2 separate regions of the Mus musculus genome follow, and region 1 is linked to region 2. The links are chromatin contacts, called in public Hi-C maps. All regions are on one chromosome and are shown on one strand. The core of a region is the stretch at or near the end of the contact, and the rest is flanking DNA. Distances in the headings are between cores, read along the strand shown. Region 1 has its middle 34 kb from the start of Il12b. Region 2 holds the start of Rnf145 (ring finger protein 145).

Region 1 (5,655 bases), core at 159-2,658, 150 kb after region 2:
CTTAATTTCATGATTGCCTTGCAAGGGGCACAGTGAGTGCTATTAGTTGGATGAGGATTTTAGTGTGTCCCTCAAAAATTCACCTGTTGAGAGTTTGGTCTCCGATGTGAAGGTACAGAAGGTGAGGGATCCTTTTAAGAGTTGAGGCCTAGTGGGAGGTAGTTAGGCTATTGGTAGTTCTAAAAAATTCAAGGTACTAAGTAAATTCCTGCTACCATAGTTAAAAGCAGCAAGACTGGTCTCTCCTGTCCTCCTCCCTTCTACATCATGAGGTCTCTCTCTTTCTCCTACATCATGATGCTACCAACCATGAGTCCCTCATCAGAGCCTGTGCCATGTTACCTGAACCTTCAGCTTCTAAAATTGAGACATGAACAAACCTCTTTTCTTTTAAAAGTTATCCAACCTCAGGTACTTCATTGTGATAATGAAGACAAACTAATAGGGCAGTAAAAACTAGAACAGTCTTCAAGACCTTTCATCATAGCTACTTTTAAGCTCTTGACAAGCATATAAACACACATTTTGGGGGGGGGGGACCAAAATACCCAAAGTCTTAGAAAAGAATAAAAAGCAAAAGAGTCTTGCCTACTCCCAACCCCACCCTAATGCTCCCAAAATAGTACTAAGTTTATTTATTGTTAAGTTAATTTCTTGGTAAATTAGTTTACTGTTAAGTTAATTTATTGGTAAGTTAAGTTGCTGTCTAAGCTAAAGAAGGCCCCTGCAGCTGGAGTAGAGTGTCTTCAGAAGAGCCACACCTAAGTAAGCAAGAAACCAAAAAAAAAAAACAAAAACAAAAACAAAAAACAACAAAAAACAAAAAACAAAAAACAAACTCTTTCTGCTTTTCCACCAACAGTGTTTTCTCGTGATCCTTACATATGTTTTCTTCCATTCTTCTGGCTTTCCCCACCACAGCTCTGGGTACATTCCCTGGGATTCTGCAGAACCCCATCCTTTAACTACTCTTTCCATGTCTGAAAACGCCTTTTTTTTTGAAAAACAGCCTTTTATCAGTGACTGATGCCCAAGTGTTGAAAAGACATCTGTGAATACACACATTTGGCTTTGGAAGGAACTCTCTATCATTTGTGGAAGCAGAGGCCTGAGAAAAACAAACACACACACATGACTTGGGTGTGGGTGACAGTTTATGAGATGACTTTCCTGTTCATCTTTACCCTTGATGCTCTTGCCAACCCCTGTAGGGAGGCAGAGTGTGATAGTGTTAATTCTCCTGTGTAGTTGAGGGAGCGTAGGTTCCAGGAGGCTGCTCTCTCCAGTAGCCAATGCCTTCATCCAACAGCCTGGTCCTGGGAAGCCTGACAGCTCCAGGGCCTTAATGACCCTGTGGAACTAATCCAGATGTGGGGAAGGAACAGGAGATGTGTGAGGCAATTCCCAGAGTGTCTCAGATGGCAATGCTGGTTGCTTCATAGAAGCTTTAAGCCAGCTCTGGCTCAAGCAGTCTGCTGATTTCACCCTTCATGTTTAATTGACCCCTGACTCTTGGTTTTTCAGACACAGGGATGAAACCACTGTTGTTTGAGACAGAGGCTCCCTGTCTTGCGGGGGGGGGGGGGAGTGGGGGCAGGGGGAGGAGAGAGAGAGAGAGAGAGAGAGAGAGAGAGAGAGAGAGAAAGAGAGAGAAAGAAAGAAAGAGAGAGAGAGAAAGAGAGAGAAAGAAAGAAAGAGAGAGAGAGAGAGAGAGAGAGAGAGAGAGAGAGAGAGAGAGAGAGAGAGAGAGAGAGAGAACCAAGAGCATCTCTCGCACTTAACTACATTGGATCTTCCCAGTGTCCTGCCCAGATTGGAGCCACACTCCTACATCATCCTTCATCCCTCCCATTATGTTTGTGCATTTGCTTCTAAAGCTTCTACAGGGCAGATGTTTACTTTCTTAGCTTAACCTCCTTCACTCATACGGGAGTAGAAAGTGAGTCAGGGTCACGAGTTAGAGTTACTTCAGGAATGTGGTGACCAGATGCTATGTTAGGGACATCCATGCCAACTCAGACCAGATGAAGAACTCAGGGATACACGGAAGAGATGATCCCCAGTTACAGCAAAGCAAATGTGTGAAGAATGGTGTTGAGCTTCAAGTAAGAGAGTCCAAGGGATAGAGATGTTAAAAAAGCTCTTTTACTCTTCATCCCTTGAAATTCGGAGCTTGGTGAGGTCCCCAGGAAGCCTGCTTCTGCTCTGCTCAGTAATTTCGCTTCCAGGCTAAAAGGTAGCTGCTGGTGATCCTGATTTTGCATCTCGAATCAGAAGAAAAAGAATAGCAAGCACGTAATGGTGTTAGATGAGCACACCTATTTCAGACCACTTCTTTGAAAAACCCATCCCACAAATACTGACAGATATTTATCCTCTAATCTACCTACAAGGGAGGGAGATGTCCAGGTTGTCTGAACTTTGCCCTCTTTTTTATGCTGGGCACATTATCTCCAACAACATAGTTTTTGTTCTTATGAAAGAGAAAAGGCAGGGGGCTTGGGGAGGGCACGGGACTGCTCTTACAGGTTAAGTTACTAGCACTCATATGAAAGGACTCACAAACACTTGTAATACCAGCTCCTGAAGATCTGATGACCTCTTCTGGTCTCCATAGGCACCTGTACTCAAATGCACGCCTTCTGTGCCCCATATATACAACTTAAAAGAAAATACATCTTAAAAAATGAAAAAGAAAAGAAGGGGTAGACTTTAAGAAAAGATGAGGAGCGGTCTCAGCTTGTCTGAGTGGTGTTAGTTCAGTTTGGTGAAATCTGTAAATAATTATACTTGTCTCCTTCTCCTGAAATGGAGATCAGAGCAAGAGCTGCCATGTAAGTACTATATTGCACCTCATTCTCATGAAAGTTCCATGAGAGTGTGTGGTGAAGATGGAGAGCTTTGGGAGGTAAACTGGAAGTGTCTAATGAGTATCACTCTTTGTCTGGGAACCCAGCAGATAGTGGGAATTCTGATGGTTAGACACCTCCTACCTTTACACTGCCTGGGTTTGAATCTCACCTGCCGCACTTGATATTGCAACATTGGCACACCGTATTTGAAACTGCCCTGGCAGGCATGAAGACATTTAGACAGACAGACACTCATGTCTCTCAATCTGACTATTAGAAAAACTGACCCCCCCAACATCTCTTGCTAGGAGAAGGAAAATACCATGAGCCTGGAGTCAGTCAGAGCGGACACTTGTGTTCTGGAAAGAGTTTCCACATAGTGTTGACAGCTTGTCAGATGTGCATCTTGGAACAATGATAGTTCAAAGTGAGGAGGACCCTGTTTTGACCAGTACTGCTTAGATGTATGTATTCTTAGTTCTCTATTTAAACTCGAGTCTCTCTTCAGGGCCCTTAAAGAGGTATTAAAGAGGGGCACATGACTTCTTTATCTCTCTTCCTGATGTCTAAGTTACTTTTCTCCTGCTGTAATTAAACACCACGACCAAGGGCAATTTAAGGAAGAGAGGGTTGGGGCAATTTAAGGAAGAGAGGGTTGCTTGCAACTTCTTGGTTTACCATTTCAGAGGGACAAGAGTTCCTGATGGTGGAGAGGCATAGCAACAAGGCCCAGAGGCAGAGAGAGCTGGACACTCACATCTTCACAATGCAAGTAGGTAGAGAGTGTGAATTGAAAATGGAGTGGGGGATAAACACTATAAAATCTATGCCGAGGGATGTGCTTCCTCCAGCAAGGCTCTACCTCTTAAAGGTTCCACAGCCTCCCCAAGCAGTGTTGCTACCTGGAGACCAAGTTTTCAAATATCTGAGCCTGTGTGTGTGTGTGTGTGTGTGTGTGTGTGTGTGTGTGTGTGTGTGTGTATTCTCATTCAAACCACCACAAGCCATATTGAACAAATCTTCCTTTCCTGCTCTCTGTTATTAACTTGGGAGTTTCGAATTGGCTTTTTTTGAGGACTGGTGGTGAAACTTGGGTTCCTGGGGGTATAGACTGTGACTCCAAGTTTTGCAACATTATGATTCTGTTTATTTTCTCACAGGGTAGAATTTTAGATGCTGCCCAGTTGAGTTGTTACCAGATTGAGATGATCCATGCAGAGGGGTCACCCATATTAAGTGGTTTTATTGTGTTGTGGACACACAAAGAATATTATTCACTATAGCTATGGAAACTGAGAAGGGTCTAATGGGCCCAGTGAGATGTGGGTAGGCATGGATAGCTTCCTGGGATGGTGGTGCCTGAGTTGTGTTTCATCTGTGAGGGAGTCAGGCTGAAGAAGAGAGGGCATTGCAATGTAAAGAGGTAGCATGGAGCTGTGATATAACATGGGGAGCTCTGAGCTGTGAAGGCTCTGGTGGCTGTGGAAGCCAAAGTCAGAGGACAAAAGCAACAAGCTGATGCAGAGAGGAAGGCAGTGTTTGGAGCTCACACTGAGAACTGGATAGCTCTGGGGAAACTGTATTTACCACTCCCCTTTCCTAGAGTTGGTTTCCAAGGCAAGTGAGATCATTTCCACAGATAAGAACTTAGCTGGGTGGAACAATGCTTGTTTTTTTGGCCTCTGCAAACCTCCACCTGTTCACCAAGGGCCCCAGGCTCCAACTGTGGCTATATTCCTTTGGGAACATGCCATTAATCAACTAATGACTTCAGCTTTGGCAGAGAAGGCAAGGCTAGCAACTTGAGGCAGACTTGTAAGTAGAGGAAGGGAAAACTATTGGAAGTTCTTACAGGGAAGTGAAGACAAGTTGGCTACAGTTCCAATACAGCTTTATCACTTCAGAGGATGAGGGAAAACTTGTTTATCAGACTTCCCTAAGAGTGAAGTTGCTGAGGCATCTGGAGAAGTACATCTTGGGGTAGGGGAAGAGGACAGAGAGGGGAATAGAGAGTCTGGGGATGCAGAGTGATATGTTTGAAAGCATAACCCCAGGGACAATGAAGTGGCAAGTTGCCCCTCAGCAGAGAGCCTGAATAGAGAGAACATTTGACACAGTCCAGGCTCATCTCCATTCATAAGTTCCTGGAAATATTAGATGCCATTTCCAGGATATAGGTCATAACATCCACTCAGTTGCTATTACCAGGCTGTTTAATGATCAGATGTGCATAAATAGGGTGCCTTGGAGCTTTGTAAAGAATGCCAAGAATAACATAGAACCCTGCCTACCTTCTGAGGCCTTCTAAAAGATCACAGACCATGCAGGCTCTCCCACATCACTTATTCCCACATACACTGACACACACTGCTTCCTTTACTTCATAGGTAATTGTCCCCTTGGCCTGTGTGCCTCAATTAAACTTTTAGGTCATCTTCTCAAAAAAGGCTTTCTTTGATGTCATCCTCCAGTGTAACTAGTGAGGTACATCAGTTCTGAAATGTAATTTCTCAGCTCCAAGTTTGGACCTCACACATATTGACTGACATTGGCAATTGGCTAACCTTTTTGTGCCATAGATTCTACATCAATCTGTAAGACAGAGGTAGTAACAGTATCCCTCTCAGAAAGTTGTTGTAGAGAAAAGAAGAACATGTTACTGAAGTTGTTGGGGTCAGAGCCTGGGCTTTAGTAGACCTAATGATATAAGCTTTGCCAGCAGCCCTCAGTATATCAATCAAAGAGACGTATGATAATGAAGAGCTTGTAAAGGAGGTTTGTCAGGAGCTATCATAGGAGAAGC
Region 2 (6,264 bases), core at 984-3,483:
CAAAGTTTAGTTTTGAATAGGGAGAAATCAGACAAAGAAACTTCAACAGTAAGAAAAATGTAACTGCTGGGCTCCGTTGGAAAACTATCTTTAAAAAAAAAAAAATGTGGTATTAAAAAAAAAAGGAATCCCACAACTCCTTAACTACCTTTTTAAAAAAGACAAAGCAAAAATAAGATGACTTAAATTGATAACAGATAATTTAGGGCTGAAAGTTACAAACAAAACCATCACCATCAACCTTCCTTCTCTGCTCCCAGCAATTCAAACAAATTCTAAATCAACTAAAACTGAATCTAAGCAAATGGGGGACAAGGAGGCTGTCTATCCATTGGGATGCTGAGACCTTAAAAAAAATAAACAAACAAAACAAAAAACAAAAAAACAAAAACAAAAACGAGAGGGCGAAGCTGGACCCTAAAATCCGAAAGTAACTCCGCCCAGAAAGGAGACCAGGAAAGAGAACTTCCTTACATAAGCGCTGGCACACGTTTTAAATATAGCTAATCCTCCCCACTCCCACTGTGTTGCTAGCTAACTTTGTAGGGACTTGGTTTCCACAGAAACTACTAGCAATCCTGTGATTCCTCATCATCTCCGAAACCACATCCACAGATAAGAGTCCACCCTCCAGTGAAAGAGCCATCGTCCAACCTAAGGGCCCGACACAGAGAAGGAAAACAACGCTACCTCTGCCATTGGACGCTCAGCCTAGGTCACGACTGCAGCACCGGCAGCTCATCCTTTTGGGTCTGGTTCAAGATTCACAAAACTGCACACTCGGTATTTTATAAAATAAAGACAGACACACACACACACCCCTTCCTTTCAGACTAGTTTCCTGTTTACTGCAGACAGAGATGCAAAGCCATCCATTAATCTTTGATGCCTTCCCACTGCAAAGGCCCCTTCCCCCGCCCCATCTCACTCTCTCCCCGCACCTCCCCCAACCCCGCCTGCTTTGCTCAGATACATTTGAACTGTAGTAACCCCAAGCCAGCTCGCCGCAAGCAGGCAGCGAGCACAGCACAGCAGCGCGGCACGGACGCAGCAGCCCCAAGGCTAGGGGATTACGTGGAGCAGAAACTCTGCCAGGAAGAGAAGCCCGGGTGCTCCCTGCCTCGCCAAGGGTGCTGGCTCTACCGCGCCTCATAAGGCGCGCTTATATGAGTCAAGTTCCTAACCCTTAGATAGAATAGGGGGTTCATTCCACAAAGGTCCTAGGGTGGGAAAGCAGAACTGGAGAGGGCGAACCCAGGGATGGCGAGCGGGAAAAGGAACACAGTAAGAGAGAGATGAGCTGCTCGTGACTGAAGAGAGGCGCACTGCACACTAAGCCAGGGGTCCCCCTATTCTTTGGGCTTGGCAGGTCTTTCTGAAACCCGCAACCTGCACCGCCTGCACATGGTTAGGCTGAGTTAAGGGGCTGCGAGGTGAGGAGACGCCAGGGAAGAGGGAAGAAGCTTGAAAGCAAAAAGAGTGAACAGAAACGCAAAAGACGAAAAGTTAGAAATGCAAACCTGAGCAAAGGAGCCCGGACTGGACACCTCTGCCAGAGAGACCGGGAAAGGCCTTGCAACCGGGGTACAGGAGAGCAGAGAGGGGTGAGCCCCAATGAGGGCATCTCAGGAATGTGAGGGTTCTCTCCCTCTCCAGGCGCGGGAGGAAAGAAGGATGGAAGGTGGTGAGGAGGCAGCCGAGGCCCCGGGAACGAGTATGAGGCTCTGCGAGGAGGTCGCAGGAGACTGATCGCTGCTCAGGGGTGGGCGGGAGGGCGCGGTGCGGAGGGGGACCAGGCCGGGGCCAAGAGCCGGAGAAGGAGGGGGCGCGGCGGGGAGGAGCGAGGGTGGGGGAGGGGAGGGGAGGCGCAGTGGGCAGCAGGCCTGCGGGATGCTCCCGGCTGACCGCAGTCACCTGGAGCCGCAGCCTCCCTGCCTGCGGGGCGGCACTGGGGATGGCGGTGTCCGCTGCTGCCCGGCTCCGATTCCCGCCCCTCCGGTGAGATCTTCGGTTCCGACGGCGGGGGGCCCGGTTTGCGCGGCTCACAGCGGCGGCTCTCCCGCGTCCGGCCTCGGCTGCGGCGTCTCGGGAGGCGGAGGCAGCGGAAGCGGCCCGAACCGTGAGGTCACCATCCTCCGCGGCGACAAAGGCGCTCCCGGGCCGAGCGCCGGCACCAGCGCCCGGCGGCCGCCATGGCCTGGTCCCCGCGCTCCGGCTCCGCCCCCCGCGCTCTGCGGCGACCGCCGGCTCGCGCGCTCTGCGCCTGCGCGCGAGCTCGCCATCGCCCGGCCCCCGTGCGCCCACGCTCACTCACAATCGCGCACGGCGGGATCTTCCCGCACCGCCTCCGTTGAGTGGGCCCGAAACGCCGGCTTCTCTTTGGTGCTGGTCCGGCAGACTATTCCAAGGAAGGGTGAGGCGACACCGGGACATGCACTGTGACCCCAGCCATTCTGACACGTGTTCGCGCTCACTCCGCAGACACCACGAGCCGCACGCGCCCACACCTACACTCACCTGCTGGGACCACGTGGGACAATGTGAAAGGCTGGTCCCTGCCGCGTGCAAACCCAGAGCAATTTTTAACTCTCTCCTTGACTAGACTAAGACTCGTCTCTAAGGCATCAGGGACGACGAAGAGTAAAATGCTGGATGAGTGAATGGTTTGGAATTGCTCCCTGGGACTGTATTCCGGCTCCTTCGTTTGGTGCAAATGATTAACTACTGTATGAAAATAAAAGGTGTAAATAGGTTTGCCATTTCTTTTGGTTCAAGGTTCAAACCACATTAGTGTGCACACACCCTTTCCCTGAAACCCTTTTGTTCTGCTCTAGTCTCCTAATACTATGGCACATTCTTGCCGTATTATAAATGTAGAAGCTTTTAGAGCAGGATCTGTGTCTATATAGTATATAAGCTTGCTGAGGACTTAAGCTGATCTTTGCAGGGATCTATTACTACGTTCATCTGTATTACCATTGCCTCGCTATTACCTTCTGCCATTTGCTCTGTTGTTCCTTGCTTTTAGTTTAGTCCCTTGAGAATCAGTTGCCACTAGAAACTAGTGTGGCCTTTCATTAGGCAGTGCCTAGGTAACAGAAGATGAACACCAAGTGATTTGTAAGGCATTGCAACCATTCTGGCTCATTCGGAAACTTGCCAAGAGCCTCCACCTTACAATCTGTACAAGACAAAATGAGTATTCTTTGATGTTTATGTGTCCTTGTCCACTGCTTATGAGACACATACACCCACGATTCTGAACCTCTGGGTCTCCCCTGCTATAAAACTGTAAACACAACCTCTACATATACAAGGTCATCAGAGCAGGAGAGATGGCTTAGCTCTTAAGAGCCCTTTTTGTTCTTCTAGAGAACACCCCACCCCCAGGTTCAATTCTCAGCACCCAGGTGTAGCTGGTAACTCGAGTCCCAGAGGATCTGACGCCCTCTTCTGGCCTCCATGGACACTACAAACATGTGGTGCTCAGACATATCTGCAGACAAAACATTCATAGATGTAAAATAAGTAATATGTAGCCAAAGCCATCACTAAAGTTCACAGTAGCATATCTCCCTCCCATTTTCTGTGACTGTGATAAAACTTGGACAGAATTTATGGAGAATGGGTGTGTTTCAGCTCACTGTTTAACGCACAGTCCCTCGTGGGGCAGGTTAAGGCATCAGGAACTTGAAACAGCTGGTCACTTCACCCAGAGTCTAGAAGCAGAGAGTGATGTGAATGCATGCATGTCACTGCTCACTGCCTCATGTTCCTCACTCGTAAGCAGTGCAGGATGCCCTATCCAAGGAATGGCATCACACTAATCAAGAGAATGTCCTCAGGAGCCATGGTCCCATGTGACTAATTTTGTCAAATTGATGATTATCGGTAACTGTCACCTACTAGCTTCATAGCAGGGTTTAAATGTTTCTGGGGGTTCTGTTCATAACTCGTTATAGCCACTTTTGTTTGGATCCCTTAGGCCACCTTGGAATAACCATTAAACCTGTCACATCACAGAGCAGTGGTTTCATGAGTCTCTTCTGTATGTAGCCTCCTAGGTAAAAATCCTCACTGGCTGATGGTTGCAATAGGAAGCTGCCTATGCTAGCAACAGCTTTCCTTGGCTTTTACTCTCAAAGTTTCACTGCTGGCTAAGGCAGGAAAATATGTGGCCAGAAACACAGAATAAAGAATTCAAAATGCATATAACACTAAACTTGAATTGGTTGCCTTTGTCCTCAGGTAAATTTCAGAGTTTTGACAATATTTAAAAGTTTCATTAGATTCATGCTTTGCCTTAGTGGAAGGGGGGGGGGTCACCTCTGCCCTTTGCCATTCTATGTCTTTTTAAAGGAGAAAGAAAATGGCTTCAAAGCTTAAGCACTCCACCATAAGTACACTGGACATGTCAAAGCAAGAACAAATCATGTGTCCTTTTACCTTTGAGTTTCACAGGAGTGGCTTGTAAATGCTGAAGTTCAAAACAATGTGTGAAGAAAATTGCTCTGGTAATGAAAGGGTTACTGCAGGAACCTTGCTGCTAATCCAGTTTGGGTAAGGCTCCAGGAGCTACTATGTAAATAAAACTAAAAAGAAAATCCCAGAGACAAAAAAAAAAAAAAAAAAACCCAGCTGGGATTGAAGAAAGGGTCACCAGAATAGAAGAGAAGGGTCACAATGTAAGTACTTCCTGGAAAGAGTCACTCAGCCATCCAAAGCAGGAAAAACCAGGAACTGAATTTATGGGAACAAACTTAAGAAAATGCCCAGTTGCCACAACTTGTTCATAAAAGAAACTGGCCTGGGAACTAAGGGAACCGGGAACAACAGCATGCAAAGTTCTAAAGATACGAACGCATCCAATTGCCAGGAGAAAGTCAGGGCAGTGTTTTAAACCTTGAATCTTTGTTGCAGTTCTAGCCCTTCTAAAAGACTAGCTCCCAGGTTTCTTATAGAGCCAACGCTTGCTACTAAATGGAAATGGGCATCTGTGGTAGATCTGCAGGTAACCGATGGCCAGTTCAGGAGGCACTGCTTTTGCAATCCAGACTTGAGATAGCCTAGCGCAGCTTTCACACGATTAAGGCAACTTCCAAAGACCCTGGATAGCCAACTTGAGAATTGAAGGAGAAGCATCATGTGTTCATTTATTCTTATACTATTTTTCTCTGAGTATTTAGACATCTTTTCTATCCAGTTAAAATTATTATACAATCAACACTGAGAATTTTAAAAGCCTAGGAAGATAGCTCAGCGGGCATGAGGCTTGTTCTGCAATCCTGAAGATCTCATTTTGAATTCTCCAATACCCACCTAAAAAGCCAGCCATAGCTGAACATGCATGCCTGTACCCTAAAACTGAGTGGCAGAGATTAGTGCATCCCAAGAGCTTTCTGATCGACCAGCTTAGGCAAGTGGCAGAGAGAGAAAAAAAATAACTGAAAACCTTTTTTGTTGTCTGTATCGTTCACTCCCATAGGCTCAGACAAGTACACTCATATGTAACACATATACCGCACACACACTCTCACTCACAATCAACTGCCTAAACTAGAAGTCTACAAGAATCCCATTCTACTTAACTATCCTCATGGTTTCTTTCTGAAAGTTAATTGTATAAAGAAAATGATATTGTTACCAGGCAATATAGCCCATTAAGGGGAGTGTGGTGGTTTTAATGAGAATGGCCCCCATAGGTGCATAGATGTGAATGCTTGGTCACCAGGGACACTATTTGAAAGGATCAGGAGGTGTGGCCTTGTTGTAGGAGTCACAGAGGGAGGGGGAGGGGGAGGGTGTGCTTTGAGATCTCAAAAGCCCATGCGAGGCCCAGTATTTCCTCTGCCTAAGGGTCAGGATATAGAACTCTCAGCTATTGCTCTAGTGTCTGCCTGCATGTTGCCATGCTTCCCACCATGATGCTCATGGACTAAACCTCTGAAACTGTTAGCCAGCCCCCAAATTTTCCTATATAAGAGTTGCCATGGTCATGGTGTCTCTTCACAGCAATAGCATGGTGCTGCTATGAATTCAAATGCTAAACACTAGCCCCCAAGATCTGCCCCTGATGAGCAGATCTCAGCACACCAAATAATGCTATGTAAATTTTGCTTCCCAATTTAAAATGATTGGTTAAATAAAGTGACCACAGCTAATTACTGGGGAGAATAGAAGAGGTAGGGTTTTAGTTACCTGGCTGGGGGTCGCAGGTAGAGGCCATGGGGATAAGAGGAGGAGAGGAGAGTGAAGGAGGAAGAA

The links. Hi-C and Micro-C count contacts between places; a contact is called where the count stands out from the background.
Region 1: a Hi-C map of the C2C12 cell line shows a contact between it and region 2, with 3 times the contacts expected there. The contact joins the enhancer-like site here to the promoter of Rnf145 in region 2. A contact is called at or near these places in 1 of 39 promoter capture datasets (the C10 cell line), 1 of 484 Hi-C or Micro-C datasets (the C2C12 cell line), 1 of 115 datasets of contacts at active chromatin or transcription factors (large pre-B cells) and 1 of 9 other capture datasets (pancreatic islet).

Annotation. Positions count from the first base shown.
Region 1 is chr11:44,363,609-44,369,263 of GRCm38.p6, reverse strand. No RefSeq gene overlaps it. Among named protein-coding and RNA genes, the nearest start is that of Il12b, 34 kb to the left of the region's middle. Within about 2 kb of position 1,408, at least 27 of the 459 cell types and tissues checked have an H3K27ac peak or open chromatin away from gene starts, as enhancers often do. A contact at or near this core is called in the C2C12 cell line, where this site is marked.
Region 2 is chr11:44,514,925-44,521,188 of GRCm38.p6, reverse strand. Rnf145 (ring finger protein 145) reads right to left here and starts at 2,233. Exons shown (of 11, transcript NM_028862.4): 1 at 1,915-2,233.